Linked DNA regions of Zea mays: region 2 is linked to region 1. A link is a contact called in public Hi-C data. All regions are on one chromosome and are shown on one strand. Each heading gives the region's core, a stretch centred on a gene start, on an enhancer-like site or on the middle of the called end of the contact. The rest is flanking DNA. Distances are from core to core; before and after follow the strand shown.

The links. A called contact is a pair of places that touch in the nucleus more often than the background predicts.
Region 2: a contact with region 1 is called in a Hi-C map of ear, with 2.6 times the contacts expected there. The contact joins the promoter of LOC100285621 here to the promoter of LOC100278051 in region 1. A contact is called at or near these places in 2 of 25 Hi-C or Micro-C datasets (ear and endosperm).

Annotation. Positions count from the first base shown.
Region 1 is chr5:140,679,917-140,687,620 of Zm-B73-REFERENCE-NAM-5.0, forward strand. LOC100278051 reads right to left here and starts at 4,043. Exons shown (of 6, transcript NM_001354131.1): 1 at 3,636-4,043; 2 at 232-561. The coding sequence starts at 3,804.
Region 2 is chr5:141,089,535-141,097,238 of Zm-B73-REFERENCE-NAM-5.0, forward strand. LOC100285621 (WRKY39v2 - superfamily of TFs having WRKY and zinc finger domains) reads right to left here and starts at 3,344. Exons shown (of 3, transcript NM_001158512.2): 1 at 2,726-3,344; 2 at 2,482-2,595; 3 at 1,432-2,380. The coding sequence starts at 3,204. The coding sequence ends at 1,822. It overlaps LOC109939538 (a long non-coding RNA gene), which reads right to left. Exons shown (of 2, transcript XR_002748275.1): 2 at 7,045-7,342.

The sequences.
Region 1 (7,704 bases), core at 2,793-5,292:
ATGGAATGGAAATCAGCAAATAATTTAAGGTTATCTATGTAAATAAATTGAATAAAAGCAAGGCCCAAGGAGGAGAGATGAAGCAGCGAGGAATTTAGTGCACTCAAGAAATAATGTTGAATCAAAACAAGATAACATGGCGATAAAAGTAGTTTGTCCTAACATGGGCAATAAAAAGGAACTGCATCAAATTGTACAATTGCAAATGAATAAAGAAAGTTTATAACTTACCAGATGTTGCACATGGTGCCAAATCAGGCACATTCTTCTGTGATATGAATTCATGTCCCTTAATCTCAGCATCTCTACCAGTTTGTACTGGCTCAAGCTTTAGCCTTTTTGAATAAGGTGGAGCATCCAACAACTTTATGGTCTTTTTTGTGACCATCTTACTATCTTGCTTATGCAAGGATTGAACCATATCATTCGCAACATAATCCCGTTTACCATTTTCGGACTTCAAACCAAAACCAAGAGATTTCTGTATAGAGACTTCCAAAGGCGTCCTTTTACTTCTATAAGACGGAAAGCCTTCTGCATTCTGGTTGTGCTGCTTCACATCTGCACATGTGTTTTTAACATACAAATCAGTAGTGTAGTTTAAACAAACAGTATACATAAATAAAACATTCAGTGAGATAATAGAAATAGCCAGAATACTCCAAACAATGTGACAGAAAATTTTGTAAGAACCCATATAATCATATTCTTCACTTTAACTTTAAATGAATGATTGATATGAAGATATTTTCTAAGGGTATGAACAAGACTCATGGATGAATGGGCCAAAAAAAAGAACAATTCAACATACAAGCAAGCCCAAAGGAGGATGAAGTTATATATGCTCTCAGAGAAAATTTCTGCGTTCAATGGTAATTAACTCATCACATTATCAGCCATGAGAAAACCCTCTAAAGAAAGTTCATGAATAAATTCATGATAGCCTACTATTAAAATTGTGGTTATTAAGGTGTCACCTAGGCGATACACTGAAAATCCGGGCGTTCCCATCGCCATGACCAAAAGTCAGCGGAAGAAAGGGAGGGAGCAAGAACAGAGGAAGAACAGGAGGGTAGAGACCAAGCAAGGCCAAGAACCTGCAGCTGCTGCCATCCCCGCTCTCCAGTGCCAGTGGGCAACTGGGCGGTGCAGCACTTGCTGCAGTCAACTGTGGCACAGCCGGTCTGGAAGGAGACCGCAGCAATAGTCGATTCGAGGGCATATAGCAGTGAAGAAAAAGCAGGAGGGAGAAGTTTTGGGTGGTGGCCATGCATCTGGATAATGGGAGAAGCAAGGTGCGCCAAGGGAGAGAGCATTCACACAAGAGACAGAGGACGAGCAGTGGCGCTGGGAATCTGGGTCCCCATTAAATGTATCCATGTAGGTTACCCAGGGGAGGGTACATGGGCTGGCTGATGGGCTGGGCCAGCTCCTTCTTACTCCTCCCTTCTCCTTTTTTCTTTTTTCCCTTTTTCCTCAGCCACATGTTAGAATTTGTATGGCACTATGGCGTAGCCTTTCCTCGCCTTATCACCGCCTAGGCATCACATAGACATTTGCTAAGTGTTTGGTTCGCCGAAATGTAATGTAAATGGATTACACGAGGTAATGGATACCGATACTTATGTTTGGTTGAGTTCTTTCTAGTAATACTAGGTACTAATATCCAATCCAATTATAACTAGTGACCATTACCGCCGGTAAGGGATCCCATTACCATTCCCTTAACAATATATGAACCAAACATCACCTTGGAAGAAGCTGGCTCGCTACAACTCAGCCATAGCACCTTAAGAACCATGATTAAAATTCCTCTAAAGTAAAACACATTACTCCATAGAAAAACTAGAAAAGATGAATTTATATAAGGTTTTAAAAGAAGAGAGAACAAAGACCACAACACAACAGCTGCATTCTGAAACTTTCCATTACAAAATTGTATTAGATGTATAGAAAAATGAGGAGACAAAATAGATAGTAAAACACCCATTAAAAAGTTAAGTTCCACCTATCTCCCCAGTCTATGGCAAATGAAAATACATGAAAGGAATGCAAGTGCGAAGTACATACAGCAGTAAATAAAACCATGCATGTAAATATCACAATTAGCAAGGGTAACCAGTGTTTGTGCGTTTGTGTCCAAGTTTGATGAACACCCCTAAGGCTCTGTAAGGGAGTGGTCCTTCTTTGATTCTCTGATAAATGACGGAACAGCTCTCTTGCATGTCCCCAAAAATATAAAAAATAAAAAATTAAAGAGGAAAATAGAATTGATCTTAACAGAAAACACACATTATTCACAAAGAAACACAAATAGACAAAAAAAATGAACAAAACTTCATTGCTGGAAATCCAATATGCAACCAAGTAAAATGCAGTCTGCATAACATACAACCAGAATCGGGGTGCAAGCCAACTATAGTGCAGTGTTTGGTTTCATGTTCAAATAAGGAAAGGTTACTGCATGAGTTTCGTCTGAGAACAATTATTCAATTTCAATTGCAAGGAGCTCCAAGGAATTGGCTCCAATGTACATGCAGCAGAGCGATCGAACAAAATAATAGCTTGTCCCGAAAGGAACCTGCTCAGCACAAAGCAGTAGCCAGCTTTTTGGATGGTTGAATTGTTGCAAATTCTGCCCAGTTTTCCCAATAACAACACTCGCAAACAATCATGAACAGATTCGAGGATCACAACATAAATATTTGAGGATTTCTTGACAGGAAATGGGAATATCAAAGAAGCACCAAGTCAAGCAACATAAGTAAACGGGCATAAAATATAGCATATGCACTTCTATTGTAAATAAAACCACCAATACAGTACGAGAAGACAACGACAAAGATGATGGGCATGGTACACAAAAGAAAAGGTTTCATGAAATCAAACAAAGCAAGAAGGCTTTGAAGGAAGGGGACATGTGCAACAGCAAAAGTAGAAGACCAGTTTTGAAATGAACTGATCAACTGAACCATGTAAATGCCACCACGACAACTAGAAAAGACAACTATAGTCTACCAGATAACAAGGGCACTAGACAACCAATTCCAAGCACCTCAAGATCACATAAAAAGGACTATGTACACAGCCACCAGCATTTACAAGCTGCCAAGAAAAAAGAGAATAATATGTAATCTATTGCAGACAAGCGCATATAACCAACACAGACCACAAGCAATAGATCAGCCAATACACGAAAAAAACATCAAAGCTGCAGGCATCATGGTGGAAAGAGATCACTAATCTGCTAAGTAAGTAATCGAACTGGCTTCCCCTTCCTGTACCATATAATTCATTAACATACATCTCTGAACGGCAGCCACAAACTCATCTTCCTCCAAGCAAACATGACCAATTAGCAACAAAACAATCCAGACACAAAATGGAAGCGCAGTCCTCCCTCTCCACCTCCACCACAGAAATGGAAATTACTTGCCACCTGCTAAATAACTATAGCACCCCCATTAATAACAGCAGCAGATGCAGCGGAGTTACATAATACAAGCAGGCAGACGAGGAGTGAAATTAACTCCCCCACCAAAAATTCAAATCACACCCAACCCTTCCACCGTGACGACAACAACACGGCCCCCAGCCAAACATACGACAAGGGAAAGGAAGAAGAGGGGCAATACCACCACCGTGACGCTGATCCGCGTCGGCGCAGCTCCTGAGCACCTCCCCGCTCCCACCTCCGGGGCCACCACCGACGACGGCCCCATCCACCCCCTCCACAGCAGCTGCCGGCGCCAGGATCTTCCCGAACTCCACCTTGGCTGGTAACGGCAGCTCCACCGCATCCATCCACCCGGCCCCGCAAGGCCCAGGACCACCGAAATCGCACCCCCACCTCACCTCCAAAACCGGCTCAAATCAGCGCCGTTCCTGGTCGCGCGGGCGGAGAATCGGGCCACGGGGAGGAGCGGGGCCTCCGATTCGCGCGAGATCTGGTGGGATCGGCCCGTGGCGCGGGCGGCGGCGGCGCGGCGGGGGCAGGAGAGGGGGGACATCTAGGGCTTGTGAGCGGCGGAGGTGGGTGGGTGTGACGGAGGAAAGGGAAAGGGGAGGGAGCGCGGAGGTATATATAGTTTTCGGGAAAATACAAGGCCGAAGTGGGGGCAACGGCCGCCTCACGCACTCGCTGCGAGCCTGTGACCCGGGGCAGCTCAGTGCCGTGTGGTTTTCTGGGATTTCAATCCATTTCCTCTATTTTCTTCGGCTTCTTTACTACTCCGTTTTATATAGTAGTGTCGGAAATTTCTGGTTGAGGGTTCTGGAAGAACCAATCCTGGATATCCGCTGAGATAAGAATTGTTTTGCTTGTGTTCACAGAGTGCTCGAGATATTTTTTTCCTTTTCGACTCCCAGTCAACTTTAGACAACGGAGTGGAATGTTGCACATGGGACTAGATCACCATAATTAATTGCAAAATGATAGATTCTTTGCTCTTCAATAGCAATACAAAAAATATATATATGAGTAAGACGATATAAATAATTACAAAGAGTTCTTCTAAAATACGTAGAGACAAATGTGATATTATGGTTAAAAGAAGGAACTTAATTAGTCCTGTTTCGTCCGCTCGGAAAACCCGAAAACGGTACAGACACCAGAAGAGTACGTGCCGGAACGGTTCAGTCCTTATTTTCGGAATCTAGGACATCTAAGCCCAAAGATGACAAACCACACTCTCAAATGGGCACACGGCCACAAACCCACACACACCGGAGCCCAACAGGAGCCTAAATCCTACCGGCTACCGTCTACGGCCTATCTGTCGAAGTGATGAACTGAAGATTGGGAAACCCTAAGTCCCTAAATGAGGGCCTGTTTAGTTCTATATCTAAGTTACCAAAAAATTGTCACACATTTTTATGTCATATTTGTCTAAGGTGTCTAAGGTTAGACGCTTAAATTATGTGCCACACTTTACTAAGTCTAAGGAAATCTTGTTACACTTTTATAAGTCATTGACGAGTTGGATCTACATAGCTGGAGAAAAATCTATTCATAATTGTGCTCTAAACCAAATATATATCTAACTTGGTCAAACTTGTCTAATCTTAAATGTGGTAAATTGTGGCAAGTGAAGCAATAAACCAAACATCCATGAGTGACACAGATTGCCACGCCATGGTCATATACGTATGCAGCGTGTTTTCAAACTAAGAGAGCAGAACGAAGGAGAGATTAAAGCCTCTAATAACTAGTCGTCGTTATCTAGAGTTTCTTTTCGTTTATGTTTTGGTGTGTGTATCTTTTTCCACATTTTTGTTTTAGTTTTGGCGTTGGTTTCGTTCTGACTTTGTTCATTTTGGTCATTTTTTCTTGGTTAGTTGGAGTATTGGAGCCATGGAGCGTGCATTGCCTGAGACATGAGATATAAGTTTAATGGTTGATATCTTGATACGATATTACATAATCCGGCTAACGTTTTCAGTTACCGTCTATTTTCATTGTGTATCTGTTCGTTGTAATCCGTTCATGTAATCATATATCCCGCTACCGTTTCCGGCCATCCTGCTCCAACTCCTGTTTTCGATAAAAAAAACCGGCCATCTTGCTCCAGCTCCTGTTTTTGATAAAAAAAAATACAGGAACTTGAATGGGAGAGGGTTTTTCCGACTATTTTTGTCTGTTTTCATACCTAGAAGCGACTTGTTAATTTTCCCCCTTCCCGTGTCTCTCAAATTCACTTGTAATATTGCTCTTAATATATTCTATATCTTTACAAAGCAATCAAGTGAAAAGGACTTGCTTTCTTCTTCTTATCTCTACTCAAACTTGGTTAGTCGCCTAGAGGGGGGTGAATAGGGCGAAACTGAAATTTACAAATATAAACACAACTACAAGCCGGGTTAGCATTAGAAATAAAAACGAGTCCGCGAGAGAGGATGCAAAACAAATCTCAAGCAAATAAGGAGTGTGACACAAGGATTTGTTTTACCGAGGTTCGGTTCTCGCAAACCTACTCCCCGTTGAGGTGGTCACAAAGACCGGGTCTCTTTCAACCCTTTCCCTCTCTCAAACGGTCCCTTCGACCGAGTGAGCTTCTCTTCTCAAATCAAAAACCGGGAACAAAACTTCCCCGCAAGGGCCACCACACAATTGGTGCCTCTTGCCTTGATTACAATGGAGTTTTGATCACAAGAACAAGTGAGAAAGAAAAGAAGCAATCCAAGCGCAAGAGCTCAAAAGAACACGGCAAATCTCTCTCGCTAGTTACTAGAGCCTTGTGTGGAATTGGAGAGGATTTGATCTCTTTGTGTGTCTAGAATTGAATGCCTAGCTCTTGTAAGTGGTTGAGAAGTGGAAAACTTGGATACCATGAATGGTGGGTGGTTGGGGGTATTTATAGCCCCAACCACCAAACTAGCCGTTTGGTGGGGCTGACTGTCGTATGGTGCACCGGACATGTCCGGTGCGCCAGCCACGTCACCCGGCCGTTAGGGTTCCGACCGTTGGAGCTCTGACGCTGGGCCCGCCTGGATGTCCGGTGGCGCACCGGACATGTACTGTAGACTGTCTGGTGCACCAGTATGGGCGTGCCTGACTTCTGCGCGCGCTGGCGCGCATTTAATGCGTCTGCAGGTAGCCGTTGGCGCCGAAGTAGTCGTTGCCCCGTTGTTACACCGGACAATCCGGTGTACACCGGACATGTCCGGTGAATTATAGCGGAGCAGCTGTTGCGAATTCCCGAGGCTGCCAAGTTCCAGAGCCGCGTCCTCTTGGAGCACCGGACACTGTCCGGTGTATACCGGACATGTCCGGTGAATTATAGCGCGCCGGCTCCGAAAATTCCCGAGGCTGAGGAGTTCAGCGCGAGGTCCCCTGGTGCACCGGACACTGTCCGGTGGCACACCGGACAGTCCGGTGCGCCAGACCAGGGAGCCTTTCGGGATGCCTTTAGCTCTCTATTTTGAACCCAACATTGGTCTTTTTAATTGGCTTGTTGTGAACCTTTGGCACCTGTATAACTTATACACTAGAGCAAACTAGTTAGTCCAATTATTTGTGTTGGGCAATTCAACCACCAAAATTATTTAGGAACTAGGTGTAAGCCTAATTCCCTTTCAATCTCCCCCTTTTTGGTGATTGATGCCAACACAAACCAAAGCAAATATAGAGGAGCAAAATTGAACTAGTTTGCATAATGTAAGTGCAAAGGCTGCTTGGAATTGAGCCAATATAAATACTTACAAGATATGCATGGATTGTTTCTTTGTTTTTAACATTTTGGACCACGTTTGCACCACATGTTTTGTTTTTGCAAATTCTTTTGTAAATCCTTTTCAAGGTTCTTTTACAAATAGTCAAAGGTAAATAAATAAGATTTTGCAAAGCATTTTCAAGATTTGAAATTTTCTCCCCATGTTTCAAATGCTTTTCTTTTGACTAAACAAAACTCCCCCTAAATGAGATTCTCCTCTTAGTGCTCAAGAGGGTTTTGATATATCATTTTTGAAATACTACTTTCTCCCCCTTTTGAACACAATAAGATACCAATTTGAAATTTACCAATTGAAAATCTCCAAATTTAAAATTAGGTGGTGGTGCGGTCCTTTTGCTTTGGGCAAATATTTTCTCCCCCTTTGGCATGAATCGCCAAAAACGGAGTCATTAGAGCCCTCGAAGCACTTTCTTCCCCTTTGGTCATAAATAAATGAGTGAAGATTGTACCAAAGACGAAGTCCTTTTGCTTT
Region 2 (7,704 bases), core at 2,094-4,593, 410 kb after region 1:
TGAAAACCTAAGAAGTTGATTAGCAAGCAAACTTAAATAGTGGGAGCAAATGGCAGAATTAATTAAATTATTAAACATTTCTTTTCAAAAACACAAATTATAGATCAAAGATTCAAAAATATTGTTGATCCGAGCACATTAAGGCCCGTTCGGTCTGGCCCAAAACGTCCTGGAACACGGCTCATTCCATATGGAATTATTTGGTCTAGATTAAAACTGGACCAACCCGAAATTCGTGAACAAAACCAGGCCATTCTAGGTCTTTTCACCCCTCTTCAGCTCGGACTGGAGCCACATCTACAAGCAGTTGGAATCAAAAACCAGGTTTTAGTAAACCGTCAGAATCCACTCCATCTTGGCGTGGAACTGGTCCTGACCTGGAACTAGTCCTAGAGTTTGGGCTGTCGAATAGCCTCTAATGACTTGTTTGGTTGCATAGGGATTGGAGGGGATTAGAGGATTAAGGGGGTGTTTGAGATGGCTCCAGGTTTTAGCTTCAGTGTGGAGTTGTAGTTTATAATATCAATTTAATTAGTTTTTAAAATATTTTAATCTAAATAATAAACAAATTACTTATCTAAATGTCTTTTAAAGGCTTACAACTCTAACTCTGACGATTTTCTAGAGCATCTAATGACCTGCTTCACCAAATTTCTTGGAGCTGGAGCTATCCCAAACAGGGTCTAAATCTCCTTCTATTTCGGTTATAAATAGGAAAGAATTTAATTCCCTCCAATCACTCTCAATTCACCACTACAGAACAAGTCCTAAAGGTAGAAGTGGTAATGGACTCTAGATTTTACACTATAAAATTTAAGGATTAAATCGGATTACAATCGATCTCTATTCCTATTTATTTTAAACTAAAATTAATTAAAAAGTCTAACTTCATATAAAAAAATATTTGGATTATCATCCATTACCCATATGTGTTTCACACAGGCTGCAAACGATTTTAAAGTCATCTCGGTTCGCATTGTCAATCATTATAAGATTCTAGAGTGTAGGTTGTGGTAGTGTGTGACACTGTATGGAGTAGGTTTTCATGTGGCCTGTTGGTGGTCCTAAACAATCCCTCTCCAACTTTTCCTTGACCTCCCTCCAAAGCCCCCCCATGGAATCCATGGGAACACAGCACCCCCTCTGTCCTCCCCTCAAAAAAGTCAGAGGAGATACAAACAAAACCAAGAGAAAAATAACGCTAAACCCCTTGACCTTTTCCGGTCCTCCATTCCTGCTGCAGAAAGCAGCCAAAGCACCGAGCACCATCCACACACACCACACCACAAACGAACAGATCCATCCAACAACACAGCGGCATGGAACCATCATCTCTTCAAGCCTACACAAGAAGAAGCTACATGCAGGAAGAGAAGTTGTTGAGGAGGGAAAGGAAGAAGCAAGAAGAGCCACCCAAGCACACCATCCACTAATCTTCTTTAACTGTTTTTTCACTCCTTTTGTTGGTTCATCATCTACCACTTTCTATACACAAATGCAAAAAAACAGGCACCTAACAAAAGAGATACAAAGTCACAACCATACCTAAAAAAAGAGCAGAAAAAGAACAAAATGCAAAGATGTTGTTCTGAGCGGTGAGGAAGGAAGAACTGCTTTGAGGGTTGATGGATCAAGCTCTGTACTGGTCAGGACTGACTACCGATGCTAGGACTAATACTAGTATCATGATGTCGATGCTACTGATGGATGCATTACAATGGCAGATCAGATGATTTCTTCTACTCTCTTCGCTTCCCTTGATTTTGTTTCATCTACAAAGACGGACGGACGGCACATCATTGTCTCTATCTGTTGGAGAAGTCAGCTCCTGGCGCCGGCTGCCCCTGTGGCTGGCTCGCCGGCGCTGCTGGTGGCCGTCAGCCAAGGGGAGTTTAGGAAGGGCTCGTCGACGACGTCGAAGAGCGAGGGCATGGGCTCCAGTGGTGCCCCGGCGTCAGCTTCGGCGTCGGCGTCGATGTTGAGGAACAAGAGCTCGTCCTCGCCGACCATCTCCATGTCCTCCACCAGCAGCTCGTCGTCGTCGTCGTCCATCTCCTCCTCCTCCATCGACGGCGTGCGCAGCGGCGTCGTGGGCGAGAGCCCCGCGGTCGACGTGGACGCCGGGCTCGGGCTCGGCTGCTGATGCTGCGCGTCGCCGGCACCGGCGCCGCCCACCACCACGGACGGCGGAGGCGGCGGAGGCGCCGCCGAGGAGGGGAACTTGTTTCGGGTGGTGCCGGCGAGCGAGTTGCGGTGGGTCGGCGCCGCGTGGTTGTGCTCGCCGGTGTAGGTGAGGATGAAGGTGTTGGGGTCCGCGCGGCTGCGCTCGACCTGCTTCCGCGCCGCACACCCCTTGGAGCTGCTGCACCGGTAGTATCCCCTGTTCAAGAAATTGAGCAGCAGGCGGTGAGATCGGTTTGCCCCGACGCGACGCCGGCAAGAAGCTGTGAGAGAAACAAGGGATTGTTCTGGCTGACCGACCTTGGGTAGGGGGAGCCCTTGATGGGCTTCTGGCCGTACTTGCGCCACGCCCACATGTCCGACGACGAGCCGTCCGCCGGAACGTGGCAGACCACCTTCTTCACCTGGTTCTTCCTGGAGTGCGCGGCGGAAACAGCGTTAGCACTTAGCAGTATGCATATACCCGAGCTTTCAGCCTCCTCAAGAAACAGTTCAAAGAACCGCTGGCGTGTGGAGAGTGGAGGCACTCAGCAGAGAAGAGTACCTTCTCTTGGATCTTGGCACGGCACCGGGCACCTGCCGCCCGCTCGGCTGCGCTCTGGCGGCCGGAGCGGGGCGCACCTGGGGTAGCGGCACGTCCACGGCTGTAACAGTCGACTGTCGATGCTCTCCTGCTGCCGGGGGAAGCGTTGGCGTTGGCGTTGGCGTTGTCGTTGGCAGAGGCTGAGGCAGGGAAGGCTGGACTGCTAACATGGCCCTCATGAGCTCGTCGCCGTCTTGCCCGCCGCCAGCACCGAGGTTAGGAAAGCGCCACCCGGCGTATGGCTCTGGCTCTGGTCCTTTAGCCAGCGCTGGCACCACGGGCTTCTCCTTCTGCGGCGGCGACGGCGACGGCGACGGCAGGGTCGGAGGGAGAAGCGAAGCAAACGGGTCGGGCTGCCGTGGCGGGGAGAGGCGGCGGCGGCAGCCCAGGCGGACGACGGCGTCCAGATCCCAGTTGTTGAAGCAGCGCTCCTCCTCCATTGCGCAGCGGCAGCAAACGACGACGACGTGGAGTGGTTGAGTTCTTGGAAATGGAGGAAAGTGGCGGAGGAGATAAGGGGGAGGCGCTGACTTTTGCTAGTTTATTGATTGTTTGGGAAGAGTGAGAAGACTATGAGAAGAGTAAAAGGAGAGAGAGAGAGTGTGTGGTGGGCAAAGGCATTGGATCCTGTCCTAAAAAGGGGTGAGGGCTACTGGTCTATGCTGTGGGTTTTTTCTTTTCTTTCTGGTTTCTTTTTCTTTTCTTGGGCCTTGGAGTTTTATAGAGACGCAGCCGCGCAGGCAGAGTCGGGCAGGCAGCCCCACTTGACTTTCTGAGATGTCAAAGGGTGAGAAAATTCAAAGAGGATGAGAGAGAGAAAAGGAGGCTGATAAATGAAATCTACTAAGCAGAGGTTCTGAGGAGATTTTTCTTGATCGAAATCTCTGAACATACGGATGTATAATCGGTTCTAACAAGATAATACACATATTTTTTTCAATCTTTTGGCTATGAGTTGTATCATGAGGATAGATTGTATTGAAATTTTGATTAATTATTAGCATCTAAATGGATTGTATCGATACTATTTTGACTCTGATTACATATTGTACAAAATCTCACTTTGTGTGTTGACGCGTCACGCGTGATAGGATATATGATATACATGCGTATCTTTCTGAACATGGTTGGTAAATCAGCATGGAATTTATTCAAATTTCTATTACTGCTTCAAACCAAATATGAGTTACTTAATGAGGTCCACACTTATAATTGTCTCTAGCAAGGTATATACACTCCCGATTTGCAAATTTTTAGCTGTAAATTTAATGGTAAAAGTCTGCCATGTATTGAAGCTTCCATTATCGGTTGACATTCGAATATAATATGCAACGTTTTAGCTATGACTTCTATACATGAGGATGTTGTGCCTTGAAATTTTCATTAATTATTGACGTATTTGGTCACGGGTTTATGAAATCCAATACACTATATAATCTTTTTTTGTTCCATGGATAGGATATATGAACGTATCCTTATAGATATGATCGATAAATTCTTCCATAATTTATTTAACTTTTATTAGCATTTACCACCAAAATATATTGGATTCGGTAAGACTCATATTTATAACGAGATCTAACATGATATCAGTATTTCAATTTGCAATAATCTAGCTATTATTTTAATAGCAAAAGGATGGCATGTATTGAAATTTTCGCTGTTGTTTTTTGACTTCAAATAGATATAATATGCAATCTTTTAGCTATAATTCGTACAAGAGGACGCCATCTCTTGATTTTTTTAGTACTTATTGATGTTTGAGATATCTTATCTACATTATACATTCCTGGTTTTACAAAATACAATGTATTGTATGAAAACTATTAGCCTATGGATGCATGGATCAGATATAAATACAAATATTTTTAGTAATAGTCGGATATACCATGGTGGAATACATTTTAATTCGTGGTACTATCTAATGTCAAAACATGTCTTGTTTCATGACATCTTGACACGGTTTCATGCATGGTTTCCTCTGTTGTTGTGTTCCTCCACGTTTAAATAGTAACAAAACTAAAATTATGTATAAATAGGATTTAAAACTATGTTTGTTGGCTCCATACTTACAATTACACCCAAGTAGCCAACAAAACGTACATGTTTTTATATTTTACGGTCCATACTTGTAAATGGAAACCGCACCACCAACGTACGAGCACATTGCTAGTACTTTATATTTTAGACTCTCTCAGTAGGACCAATGCAGAAGGGGAAAAGACAAAAGTACCCTTAAAAAATAGAGATACAAATATATTAAAAAGAAAAGGTATATTGAGGTAAGAAAAATGTGTATTAGAAAGTAAGAATGACAATTATTTTTGGATACGTTCATATATCCTAGAGCATTACAAAGTAAGAAAAATGTGTATTAGAAAGTCAAACCATAGTGCATCATGGAGCGGCTGGTGCGTCTCGTTTCCCCCTCTTAGCTTAGCATTTTTTGTGCAAGTCAAACCACATTTGTATCGAGCAGTCGAGTAGCTCTCTCTCATCGGCATGTATGAACCAGAGCAACTGAACACACAACAGAGACGAATTCCAAAGTCAAAATCAAAATCAAAACATATACTTATCCAGCAGTTCAGTGCATGTCTTTAGACCAACTCGTGGCTCGCCACGACCACGAGCAAACCTATGGCATCGCAGCCGACTGGCTGCACGAATCTTGACGATCGATGATGGGTCAGGATTCAGGAGACCCCCCTCCGGCTGCAGTAAATGTGGCTCCGTACTTGCGGGCGGGCCTTTGACTATTATGCAACAACACGTGGTCTCCGTACAATGGGGCCCGGTTTTCAGCGACTCGGTGACGACCTGGGGCGGACGTGGGGGGCGACGACCGCGGGCACAGGAGGCACGAGGGCGTTGCAGAAGTCACACCCTTTGACTGGTTCCTCCGGCTCCATACCCCCGCGGGCCGCGCTACGCACTTGGGCCTTGGCGACCGTCGCGTGCACGCGTCGAAGAGGAGGGAAGGACCACGGCTTTTCACGCGGCGCGTAGCGCTGTCACGCGGCGCGCACTGACAGCTGGGGCCTCCATGTCGGCTCGGCTGGTGTCAGCCTGACGCCACGCGGGGCTTCGTGAGACGGCCCGGTACGGTACGAAAACTTGCTGGCTCCATTGGATTATTATTTTTTGGTCATGTTTAGCCGCGTGCCCGATAGCGTCTGGGTTTTAGGCTTGTTAAATTCGTTTCACGATAGTGCGATATATTTTCGAAATTCTAAATGTCCAACTATGCTATATGTCCACGTTTGTTTTATGTGCAAGTTAGTTATTTATTAACAAATATACATGTGCGTCGCAACCAAATTTACATCTTACGTCGTCGTCTATTTCTTAATCAGACTTCGTATCATGGTTGGACTGGATGTAAGTACACCAGATCCAGGTTTGAAGAAGTCCCAGCTGGATTTGTTCGGCTGTGGATCAGTCCCAGCTGGATTCAATCCGGTTTCTCTTTAAAAAATACTAGATCAGGGGGCGTCCTTTCGGACGCCCTATCCAATACAAAGGAAACAAAACAGAAAGTGGTAAGGATTTGATAGTAGTGCTTGAAAGCTTGAGTGCAAAACAGATAGAGGAATAAAGCAGTAATTAAAGTTGCAGTTGTTCTCTAAATTATTATTATTAGAATGTCATTCAATTCCAATATTCCCTGTGTCATGTTCCTTCCACCAAAAAGAAATTGGCATATGAATTCATTGTATTTCACAACCATTTAACTACAATAAGTGAATCACTACAATTAATCTGTGACTTAATGGTTGGGTCACCTTACTATGAAGCAATAGCTTGACCTCTCTCATTGCGTTGTAAAAGAATCCTTCATTGGCAAAATCAGGGTTGGAGGATGATTTTTTTTCTTAGTTCATAGTTGCATTTAAGCACTAAGTCTGATGTGCTGTCGAGAGAATGCTATGACAACACTTAGCTTGCACTTTGAATCAAACAAAACTGATATTGAGGGATTACATGGTCTTCTGGGTTTAGCTGCAAGTTCATGACAGCTATTTATAAAGAAAACTGAACTAATGCTATATAAATGCATTTTAAATCTATACAATGCTAGTAACATACAACTTTTTTTGCTAGCTTCAAGACCGTTTGGATCTCTCATTAAATCATGCAGTGCCTAGTTGTCATGTTATTATTTTCACTATTGCATTCTTATGTTTAGTAATTCTATCGGAGCCTCTACTGTATGTGTGAAGGTGGAAACCTGAGGAAGCTTTTGTATGAACACTATCAAACTAATAGGGGCAGAGGTATCACGCAACAAAGTAACAATCTGCAGTAACAAATAGCACAAAGAATATTATCCTCTTCTACTAAAGGCAGAACATGATGGACTCATGAATATCGATCACCATCCCAAACTTGTAAGTAAAACTGCACATGGACAAGTCTGTGATTGCCATGAACAGAATTGTCCTTGGCAGCATGGAGTCTGGCAATCACAGACGGAAGGGTTGCAGAAAACCCAGGAACGTGACCAAATATCTAGATTAAATCCTTTTCAATAAGATACAAGAGCTGATTGTTGCACAGGGACACGATAAATAGTGTCTGCGATAGAAGGAAAAATGATGCATGTTAGACCACTATTGGAGTCATAAAACCACCTGACAAAAAACAAAAAGACTCAAAAATTCAGGAAGTCAGGTGTCATAATAAGTTTAACCAAGAAAGGTATCACAATTAATTTTAGTGAACGCTTCAGGAATAAGAGTTCAATTTAATATTCAGTGGTTTTATATTCTCTTACTGTGGATACCAAATAAACCTACAGAATCAAACCAAATCCAGCTCATCACAGTGTATCCCATTACTGAAATATCATTAGTTTTATTGCAAGTAGGAATTTAAGAATTATTTAGGGGTAGAGAAATAAACAGGACACAACTCAATGAGCGTTCATCTATACCTAA